Linked DNA regions of Mus musculus: region 2 is linked to region 1. The links are chromatin contacts, called in public HiChIP or PLAC-seq maps. All regions are on one chromosome and are shown on one strand. The core of a region is the stretch at or near the end of the contact, and the rest is flanking DNA. Distances in the headings are between cores, read along the strand shown. Region 1 overlaps Rapgef4 (Rap guanine nucleotide exchange factor (GEF) 4). Region 2 overlaps Rapgef4 (Rap guanine nucleotide exchange factor (GEF) 4).

Region 1 (4,517 bases), core at 1,218-3,717:
AACTCAGGTTTGTGTGCCAATCTCCTTTACCCACTGAGCTATCTTGCTGTCCCCGTTGAATGCCGTTTACCAGTGTTCAGGACAGCACAGAGGTAACCAAAAACACATATTGCAGTTGGAGAATCTTGATGGCAGAGGACTTGGGTCAGTTCTTACTTTCTCCATGTCCAACCATCTTATAGATGGAAGACATCACACACGGTTGAAAAGGGGATTTGGCAAGGATGCCTGGTAGACATACTTCTGGCTCTTTTGACTCTCTCAGCTGTGCAGTAGAGAGAGTCTTTGGTGGCATGGGGTAGGGGACAGGGTGTCATTAGACACAGTGTGCTGGTGGGAGAGCTATTGGGAGAATTGTTAATACTTTTTCCCCTGGAGGAAGCTGGGCATTTATTGGTAGACTGACCTCTTACAGCGGCAAATGAGGGATAACTGTAGTCTAACCTCTATCTTTCATTTAGAGGCACACTGACTTTTTCATCTCCTTTAGTTTTTTCCTTGTGGAACGTAAGAATATTTCACCATCTCTGATATTGTCTTTGCCTCATCAGTTGAACTAAACACCTTTAAAGTCGTTTTGTGTCCACTACGATCATTGTAGTCGCAACTTGATGACTGGCATGTTACAACCACTTTAATATTCTCCTTTTCCATGGAACACGGAATTGAAAAAAACAGAAAGCGTGTTTTTCAGCAGTTTCCCACATTTATCTGAGTGGTGCTGATTTCATGTTGCTAGAGCCTGCGAGCTGCTGGAAGCTTCACATTTCCTGACTACCTAATGGGAAGTCTTTGATCTGGCGAAGAGCCCAATTGTCCATCTTCCTGGGGCTGGCAACCACTTATGGGGTTATGAGGGTGCGCATTAATCGACTTCCTAGACACCTCTCCACTGGGGGAGAGCCTGCAGACAAGGAAAGGAGTGTGTGAGTGCTGACAAGAAATTCCTGAGATTGGTAGGTGGTTTGAATCTCATTTTAAATACCAGGAAAGCCACATTCATCATCTCGGAGAGCAGATCTGAATGAGAACTTCAAGACGGACATTCTCTGTCAATACTTAACGGAGTTATACTTTACCAGTACAGACACTCATTTTTCCCTTGCTAAAGGGCCGTGAGAGAGAACACATGACACCGGATCCTTTTAAATTAATGGGGTTTTGACATCTTTGGGGCCCATTTTATAAAGAAATCCATTTTTTTTTCTGACTTCTCATCATTCACATTTTGTCAGGCACACTTTTAAGCATCTCAGTGATGTCAGAAAGAAGTCCTGCTTGCTTACAAATAGATTTCAGTGGTTTAGAGCCTGAATCATGTCCTGTTGCTAGAAACGTAGGCAAGCTTTGCTCTCCGTTCATTGGGAGACTTTTCTGATTAGGACGGTGTCCAAGTAACATATGCTCTTCTCCCATGGAGGCCATCACAGTTTGCAGTTCCCACTGAAAGGAGAAGGTCTTAGCAGAGGGCTAGTCTAGACACAGGCATGAGTTATAGTCAAACAGGTGTTTACATAGATCCAGCTCTGTATACACGTCTGATTGTGCTTGATTCGCTTCTTCCTAACACCAATCAGCAAGGAAAGAGATTTAAATACAGATAGGAATTTTATAAGGTTCAGGTCAACCTTAGCAAGGAAACATTTTAGAGAATAGATGCTGTAAGCTTTGCAAAGGAAAAGGCGCTTGAGCACACACGTAATGTGTTTAAAGGACTCTGCGTCCCTGGACTCTGTCTCTCAGACTCTGGGACTGCACTGTGGTGTATGAGACACACATGAGCAGCTACAGAAAGAGAGAGGCCCCGTGCCCCTCCCTTGCTTTGTAGGTACTGCTGAGTCCACCCACGTGCCACCGTAGCAAGCAGCCTCAGGACTGGAAGGCAAGACAGAAGGCAATGCCTGGGTGCTAGACAGCGAGCTGAGAGCATGCAGCTGGACAGCAGGTGTGAACTGACAGCCACCTAGAGGGTTTCAATTCGGACAGCTGAGGTTCTGATGACAGAACTCCGGTTTTGGGTTTTTTGGTGTTTTTTGTTTGTTTGTTTGTTTGTTTTTGGTTTTTTGGTTTTTGGGTTTTTTTTTTTTTTCCTAAGGAAAGCTGCTGGTGACGTTTGTAATGACTCTATTTAAGGACAGGAAGTTTGGGCAGGTTTGATGACAGATAAGAGCCAATGCTCAGAGTCAGAACTTAGGGAACTGGCGACAGCCATTTCCACAATTGTCCCTGGGGACTCCCCGGTGACCTGTGCGACCTCTCCTGGGCCCTGCCCTGCCTAAGGGGACTCAAGCATTTTCTTTGCAAGGAAGTTAGACTTTATCTAAGGGAGACTTATTTTGAAGAATTTTCCTTGGTTGTCCTTTGAAATGTCATTTCCTGCTTCTGCAAACGAGGAAGTGGGTGGAAGGAGGTTAGAGTCTCATCCACTTAGAGCCTAATTTACTGTGGCTTCCTGCTGTCAGCACTCACCACCAGGTTACCCATTCCTTCCTCCACCCAACACGGCTAGCATCTGTAAACCAAGAGAGGTAGCTGGCAATGAATCCGTGAGAAACAGGGAGGGGGTATGTGGAGAATACCACTCCCTTCAAGTCCACTCCCTCCGAGTCATGACATGTGTACAAGAAAGGTCTTATCCCATGATTTCCATCCTTTCTGTCAGGATCAGAAATGGAAAGGAAAGCATGGGACCCTTTGTTAACAATTATTAAGAACCCCAGGACAGCAGCTCCACATTAGTAATCCAGGCCCAGTGCCCCCTCAGTGGTACAGGTTACAGGTCTCACATCCTAGAAGCCAGGCCTGACTTGATCTTTTCTTTGATTTACTCTAAAACCAGTGCTGACCTAGTCTTTATGAGTATTACTGCAACATCTGTCAGATATTAAATTAGGATGTGTCTTCCTGTCTTCTGATTTCTCTCAATCCCTAAATGTGTCGTTTCCACCCTCCTTTCTATTTTCTTCTGCTTCATTTTCTCTTTTTCTGGGTGTACGTGGCACAGTCATGTGTACACATGAGTGCATACATGCTTTCTTGCATGTATGCATTCAGAGACCAGAGATCAAGGTCAGATGTTCTCCTCTGTCATTTTCTACTTTATTATTTTAGATTGAGTGTCCCCCTGAACCTGGAGTTCACTATTTGTCTAGACTGGCTGTCCAGAGATCTCACAGGATCCTTCTGGCTCCATCTACCAGAGCTGGAGCTACACCCAGTTTTCTATGAAGGTTACAGAGATTCGAACTCAGGTCTTTGTGCTTATACAGCAAGTACCTTCCCCACAGAGCTGATTCCCAGAGAGTACTTTACAGACTAATTTCTGCCATTTTTCCCCTTCAACTCATCACCATGGCATCTGTTTCCCTCAAAATTCTGGGACAGTACTGAGCTCAAAGATGCTTGATGGGAAAGTATGGCTGATTACAAGCGAAGAGCCAAAGTCATTGTCATCTGTTTTGCGTGGTGGGATCAGAGGCAGATGAGAGCATGGTAGAAGTGCATGTGTGGCAAGGAGACATGAGTGGGTACCTGACTTCTTTCTCAAATGAGCAGCGCAGTGCGCAGGTTCAGCTAGAAAAACAACGAGAAGAGAGGTAGGCTATCCTTTTTCCAACTGGCATAGAAATTCCTGGTATCAATGAGTACAAGTGGCTTTACTAAACTGACTCAGAGAACATTAAGTAGTAAGTTACTGCCATTTGTAGAGAATCTCAGTTAGGTTGTTCACAGGCATCGGTAGTGGATTCCTCTAGTCTTAATCAAGATGTTCACTGTCACCGGTCGTAGATTCCTCTGGTCTTAGTCAAGGTTACCATTGATGAGATAAAGTGTCATGGCCAACAGCAAGTTGGGGAGGTAAGTATTTATTTGGCTTACAGTTCCTCATCATGGCCTATCAGCTTTGGGTGTTACTGGATATCAGTCGAGGATTCCACCTTTCCCCCTGGCACTCCATCCTTGCAAAGCACTTAGAAGTCTTTAGTTCTTTCGTTCATTGCTCTTTCCATATCAGATCAACAACACAAGACATGGCCACTATCTTAGTTGGAGGTGTGATGGACAGTTTCAGAGAACATTAGCATCCTATCACAGTTATTTGCAGCCTTTGTGTGCCTGCTCTAGGGCCTTTCCTAAGCCACAAGAGATTCCCCAGACTAAACTCAAGATCACCTGGAAACTTGTGGGTAAAGGGGAGCTAGTGTGGACCTTGATAATGACAGATGAGAGTCTGCAGACAAGTTGTCCACAACCCCAGATTTGAAGGCACAAATCTGAGATGCATTAGTTATGGGTCACTTGTGGGCCAGCCAGCTCACTGACAGTCTTCCTATGCCTTTTCTTGTTTCCCTCTTCATGACTGCTTCTTGGTGGTCACTTAGGTTCAGTTGTAAGGTCAGACAATTAATTAAGAGATATTCATAAAATGAATTAGATGTGGTGTGTGTGTGTGTGTGTGTGTGTGTGTGTGTGTGTGTGTGTGTTCTCGGGGAGGCTGAGAACCTGCAGGATAGACA
Region 2 (5,014 bases), core at 1,257-3,756, 100 kb after region 1:
ATGCGCTCGTGCGAACATGCTGAAGGTGTTTTATAAATGTAAACTTCTCCATACTCTTGAAGCATTATCATATGCTCAGCAATATAGTCTGTCATTTATTGAAGACAAAAACCAAACCAAACAACAACAACAAACAAAAACAAAAAACCCTAGATTTCAATATTAATAGAGAAGTCAAGAAAAACCTTGGTGCTTACATGCAAGCATTATTTAGACCCTGAGGATTAGCCATAGGCATGCTGCTGATACCGCCCAACCCGCACATGAGTGTGCTTCCGAGATCCCAGTAAAGATCAGTGGTTGATCAGAATTATATACCCTTGGTACCAACTTGGTGTTCCAGACTGTTTCATTGTCATACAGCTAGCACAGAGTCTCCTCTTCCCTACATTTCAGCGTATTATCCAATGCAATATTCCAAGAGACAGGAAGGATCCAGGCCCATTCTATCCCCACCGCTGCACAGCTATTTTATGGAGTGTCTTTTTAAATAAGTAACTCAGCTTGAATGATTTCTTTGCCCACATATCTGTAAAATATTTGGAGTTCTCTTGAACAGTTCACTAATCTATTTTAAAATACAGTTGCCTCTTAAGAACCAAATCAAGAGGCTAGAGATGTGGATGACTTAGTGATTAAAGGCGTTTGCTGTTCTTGCAGAGGAATTGAGTCTATTTCACAGTACCCACAGGGCTGTTCATTTGTAACTTGAGTTCCCGGGAATCTAATGCCCTCTGCTGGCCTCTGTGTGTACTGCATGCACATGATGCACTTAACATGCAAATAAAACACCTGTAAACATGAAACAAAAACAAATGCATCTTTTTAAAAAAAAAAAATCATCACTTCCCTCGTTTCCTCTTGAGGTGATTCTTCTAAATTTAGGGCAAGGCTCCCACTGTGTACACCAGCTCAGTAGAAGCCTCCATTTCCTTGTATAGTGTCACCATCTTTAAGTAATTGTAAAGCATATTTCATGTGTAATGAAATCTTTTTAAAGACTCTAGACTGTACAGCTAGTCTGGGCACAGTGTGATTTTCTTTTAAAGTTGGTATGACATGTTCAAAAATATATGCACATTTTCACAGAATAAGGCCATCAGAAAGTTTTTTTAATAGACATCATCACCCAGTTTTCTATCAAAGTGGATAGAGAGAAGCCTAGGTTGAGGAGAAGGCTTGGGAATATATACTATGGCCACAGCTCAAAGTCAAGATAGCTGGTGTAAAGTGAGCTCAGCGTAAGCCTGGCATATCGGGAGCCTTCAAACCCATCCTACTTTGAGCCCATACTTTTCCTACCTCATACTTACCAAGCCTGTCCAAACTCCACACCCCTGCTTCCATCTTAGCCATCCCTACTTTATTCTGCTGACTCCAGAAATGAAAGTTTAGAATAGAGCTAAGCCCAGTTTCCATGTGTCTGGATTTATTTCCTGTCCTTGTACTCGACACCCAGACCCTGGGTCATTTATAAAGAAAAGAGATGTAGCTGCTCATAGTTCTGGGAGCTGGGAGTTCAGGGGAGGGGGCGGTATCTCCTCACGGGCTGCTGGGGGCATCATCCCTCTCCACGCAGAAGGGCTAATGGGCATGTTAGAAGAAAGAGCCAAGAAAGAAACCCACATGTTGTATAACGATCCACTCTAGAAAGCACCAATCCACTCCCGAGAACGAATATTGTCTCTCATCAAAAACATCAGTGTCCCTTAAAGACATAGCCTTGCAGTGTTGCATTAAAGAATTAAAGCCCAAACATGAATCTTGGTGGGAGCATGCCATATGAAAACTATAGCACCACACAAAACACAGGGGTGTATCAAATTAAGCAAAAGAGACCATGAGAAGGTAGTATACTTTTGTTATGTTAGTTTGTGGTACCTAGTTCTCTTTGAATCGGCCTTACATTAGTGTTAATAGATATATCTAAAGAGAAGCTGGAAACTGTCTCATCTCATCTCTTCTTCGGGCGAGCAAACAGAAGTCTGTAGTTTGCAGTGACTCACTCCAAATCAAAGCACTAGACAGTGGGAACCAAAGAACGCACGCTCAGAGTCTCCTCTGCTGAGCCAACCCCTGACAGTGCTAACGTCTGCTTGCCGGTTGCAACAGTAACGAAACTTTATACCCGGTATTGTAGTTCTTACGAAAGAAAAACGGAGTTATGCATATATATATAAGCAAGAGACCAAAGGGTTAATCAGAAAAGAAATAATTTTCACATAAAGTGATCTGTCTTCCCTTTTTTTTATTGTAAGCTCAGAGAGAATTGTAGCAATACAGGTTGAGCAATTTTCTTTTTTTATGAATCTCGTGCTCAATTTATGAAAGCCATTTTGCAACCCATTTACATGCAGTAAACCTTTGCTTTAAGTTTCTGTCATTTGCCTTGATCATGATTATTTATAGTTCTTTCCGAAAGGCCCTTTGCTGCGTTAGCTCTCAAGTACGGCACTGCCACGAGGCAGTTTTCTATGGTGCCTTTTAAGCCTGGCTGTCAGCTCAGACGAGGCTGGTCTTGTTATTTGCTACAAGGCTCAGGAATGCTGTTCAGTGGGAATGAAGCTAGCCAGAGTCGGGAGTCTTGGACTCAAAGCCAACTGTGCCCTCTCCCTAGATAATCATAGCCTTTTATGTTCCTTTTGTGTTGGTTTGCCCACTTTTAGAAAGGAAACAACATTTTTGTCGCCAGATGCTAAAATAGAGCTTCACCAAAGTCCCTTTTGTGCAGTTTATAACATAAACTATAAATGCTAAGTTGTTTTATGAACAGGGTGACCATGATATGAGCGCCTATAAATCACTAAAAAAGGAAAAGGGTGTCTGATCTAAAATACTTGTGCTGTCTACACAGGAGTGGTAATGGCAGTATGACCCTTTACTTTAGACGTGTGGTGGACACTCAGTTAAGTGTTGAATTCTACTGATGAATAAATAAAAAGTTTGCCATCGAGGCTCACAGCACTAGGCATGGTATAGAACACAGGACAAAGATCCCCTCCAAGCCTCACTGGCTTATAATTAAGATGGCCGGCCACGTGGCTCAAATTGATGATGAAGTAGGCAGTGGCTCTGGATGAGAGATGAAGAGGTGGCATAAGGAGGGTCTGGAGCTCTCACTAGGGACTCTGTAATGCAGAGTGAGTTCCTCTACATCCTCCTGGCTTGTTTCTATAAACACTGCACCAGCCATGGTCCTAGCAGAATGGGGTACCCCACTCAGAAGAGTTAAATTGGAATTCATGCAAAGAAGGATCATAATGATAGGGGCAGAATTAAGGGGACCAACAGGAGGAGGCAAAATACCCAGAAGTAAGCAATGGGAAATCACATTACTGTCCTGGAGGGTGGGGTATAGGACAGGAAGGGAGAATGAGAACCGAGGCTAGACCCTGCAGGAATCCTGGTCATGTCTGTGGAGCCTGCAGTCTAACTCTTCAGTCAGCTATCAGGAGTCACCAACAGTGTGTGCGTGTGTGCTTCAGACACTGTGATGGGAAGTTTCCTTGAGGACCAACGTGGGAGATGGCATAAGTCCAAAGCTGGGATCTGTCATTCTCTGCCTTGCACGTAGCACAAGCGAAACGGGTGGGAAGTAGCTCTGTGGTTTCCTTGACTCCTTGGCACTTACCACGCACAGCCTTCTCAAGGTACCGAGCAGGAGAGAATGGATTATGCCCTCAACAACAAGAGGCGGGTCATCCGCTTGGTCCTGCAGTGGGCGGCCATGTATGGCGATCTCCTCCAAGAAGATGATGTGGCCATGGCCTTCCTGGAGGTATGTGGGGGTCATTCATATCCTTTTGTCCACTGACACAGGGTGTACAGCCAATTCTATAGAGACTCTGCAATTGCCAGTTCTAGACCTTGTTAGCATGTTCACTGTCAGGTATGTTTAATAAAAGAAAAACATCAGCCCTTGTCCTCCCGCTCCAGTGCTCCAGCTCCATGAGTGGTGCCACCATGGTGCGTTATGGTCTGCTCTTGTGTTCTTTGCATGTTTGAGAGACTTGTAATCGCATGAGTACCCAGCATTTTGCAGGCTGCTTTTTTTTTTCTACTTCGCTCTGTAAAGATTTTTTTCCCCATGTCAGTGAGTTCTTTGTAATGAAAGGTTCCGACACTCCATCAGCAGCTGTCCACAAAAGCATTTATCTGTGCCCACACGTGTCTGCTTTCTCCTTGCTAGGATAACTGTACAGCAAACACTTTTGTGCATGCGGGTCTGTCTTCAGTTACTCACTTTCTTAGGAGTAAAAGCCCAAGGGAGAATGGTGGGTGGGGTTGGCTGCTGAGAGGCTGGGTGATTTAATGAGGACTTGCCAGGGCAGCCAGGGGCCAGTTCTGAATGGACACCATTTTCTTGGTCAGCACTGCTTCCGGCTCAGCTGACTTTCTTCTCTGCAGCATAGGCTTTGGCCTTTGACCCTGGGTTAAGTAGTATCCCAATATTCACGGATATATTCCAAGACCCCAGGTAGTACCTGCACTGCTAATATAACCAAGTTCTGTATATTGCTCTTTTTCCTACACATACCTACTCAGAATAGAGTTTGTCAGTTCAGCACACTAGGAAGTGGACTACAATAACTGATATGAAAATACTATAATACACTGTAATAAAATTTATAAATTATATATTTCTGGAATTCTCCATGTAGTGTTTCCAGACTGTAGTTGATTTCAGGCAACTGATCCTATGGAGCATGACAACCATCCTCGTTCCCCTGTCTAGAACTGAGCAAGAACACTCCTGTACAGGCAGAAGATAGTGTGGTTCTGTTTCAAAATGTATAAGACTTTGCTCTAAAATTAATTTTCCAAAAAAAAAATTATGCTTCTGTTCTACTTGTATCAACTTTGATGAAGCATCAAGAAAGGTGGTCTGCGGTTGGAAGGGAGTCGCTTACGGAGTAAAGAAATATGGCAGCTTGGGACCATGTGCTGAATTGGGCCCTTCCCTGTGACTGTCATGGCTGTCATGGCTCACCATGGAGGCCATTGCTCCTGGGAG

Evidence for each region. HiChIP or PLAC-seq counts read pairs in DNA pulled down with a chosen protein or histone mark.
Region 2: an H3K4me3 HiChIP or PLAC-seq map of bone marrow-derived macrophages shows a contact between it and region 1, with 2.2 times the contacts expected there. The contact joins two enhancer-like sites. A contact is called at or near these places in 5 of 39 promoter capture datasets (liver, neutrophils, pre-B cells and 1 more), 12 of 484 Hi-C or Micro-C datasets (the 63-12 cell line, LSK cells, bone marrow-derived macrophages and 7 more) and 1 of 115 datasets of contacts at active chromatin or transcription factors (bone marrow-derived macrophages).

What each region holds. Positions count from the first base shown.
Region 1 is chr2:72,115,479-72,119,995 of GRCm38.p6, forward strand. The region is part of intron 4 of Rapgef4 (Rap guanine nucleotide exchange factor (GEF) 4); the gene reads left to right. Among named protein-coding and RNA genes, the nearest start is that of Gm29940, 63 kb to the left of the region's middle. Within about 2 kb of position 2,468, at least 82 of the 459 cell types and tissues checked have an H3K27ac peak or open chromatin away from gene starts, as enhancers often do. A contact at or near this core is called in bone marrow-derived macrophages, where this site is marked.
Region 2 is chr2:72,219,390-72,224,403 of GRCm38.p6, forward strand. It overlaps Rapgef4 (Rap guanine nucleotide exchange factor (GEF) 4), which reads left to right. Exons shown (of 31, transcript NM_001204165.1): 18 at 3,628-3,778. Among named protein-coding and RNA genes, the nearest start is that of Map3k20, 64 kb to the right of the region's middle. Within about 2 kb of position 2,507, at least 13 of the 459 cell types and tissues checked have an H3K27ac peak or open chromatin away from gene starts, as enhancers often do. A contact at or near this core is called in bone marrow-derived macrophages, where this site is marked.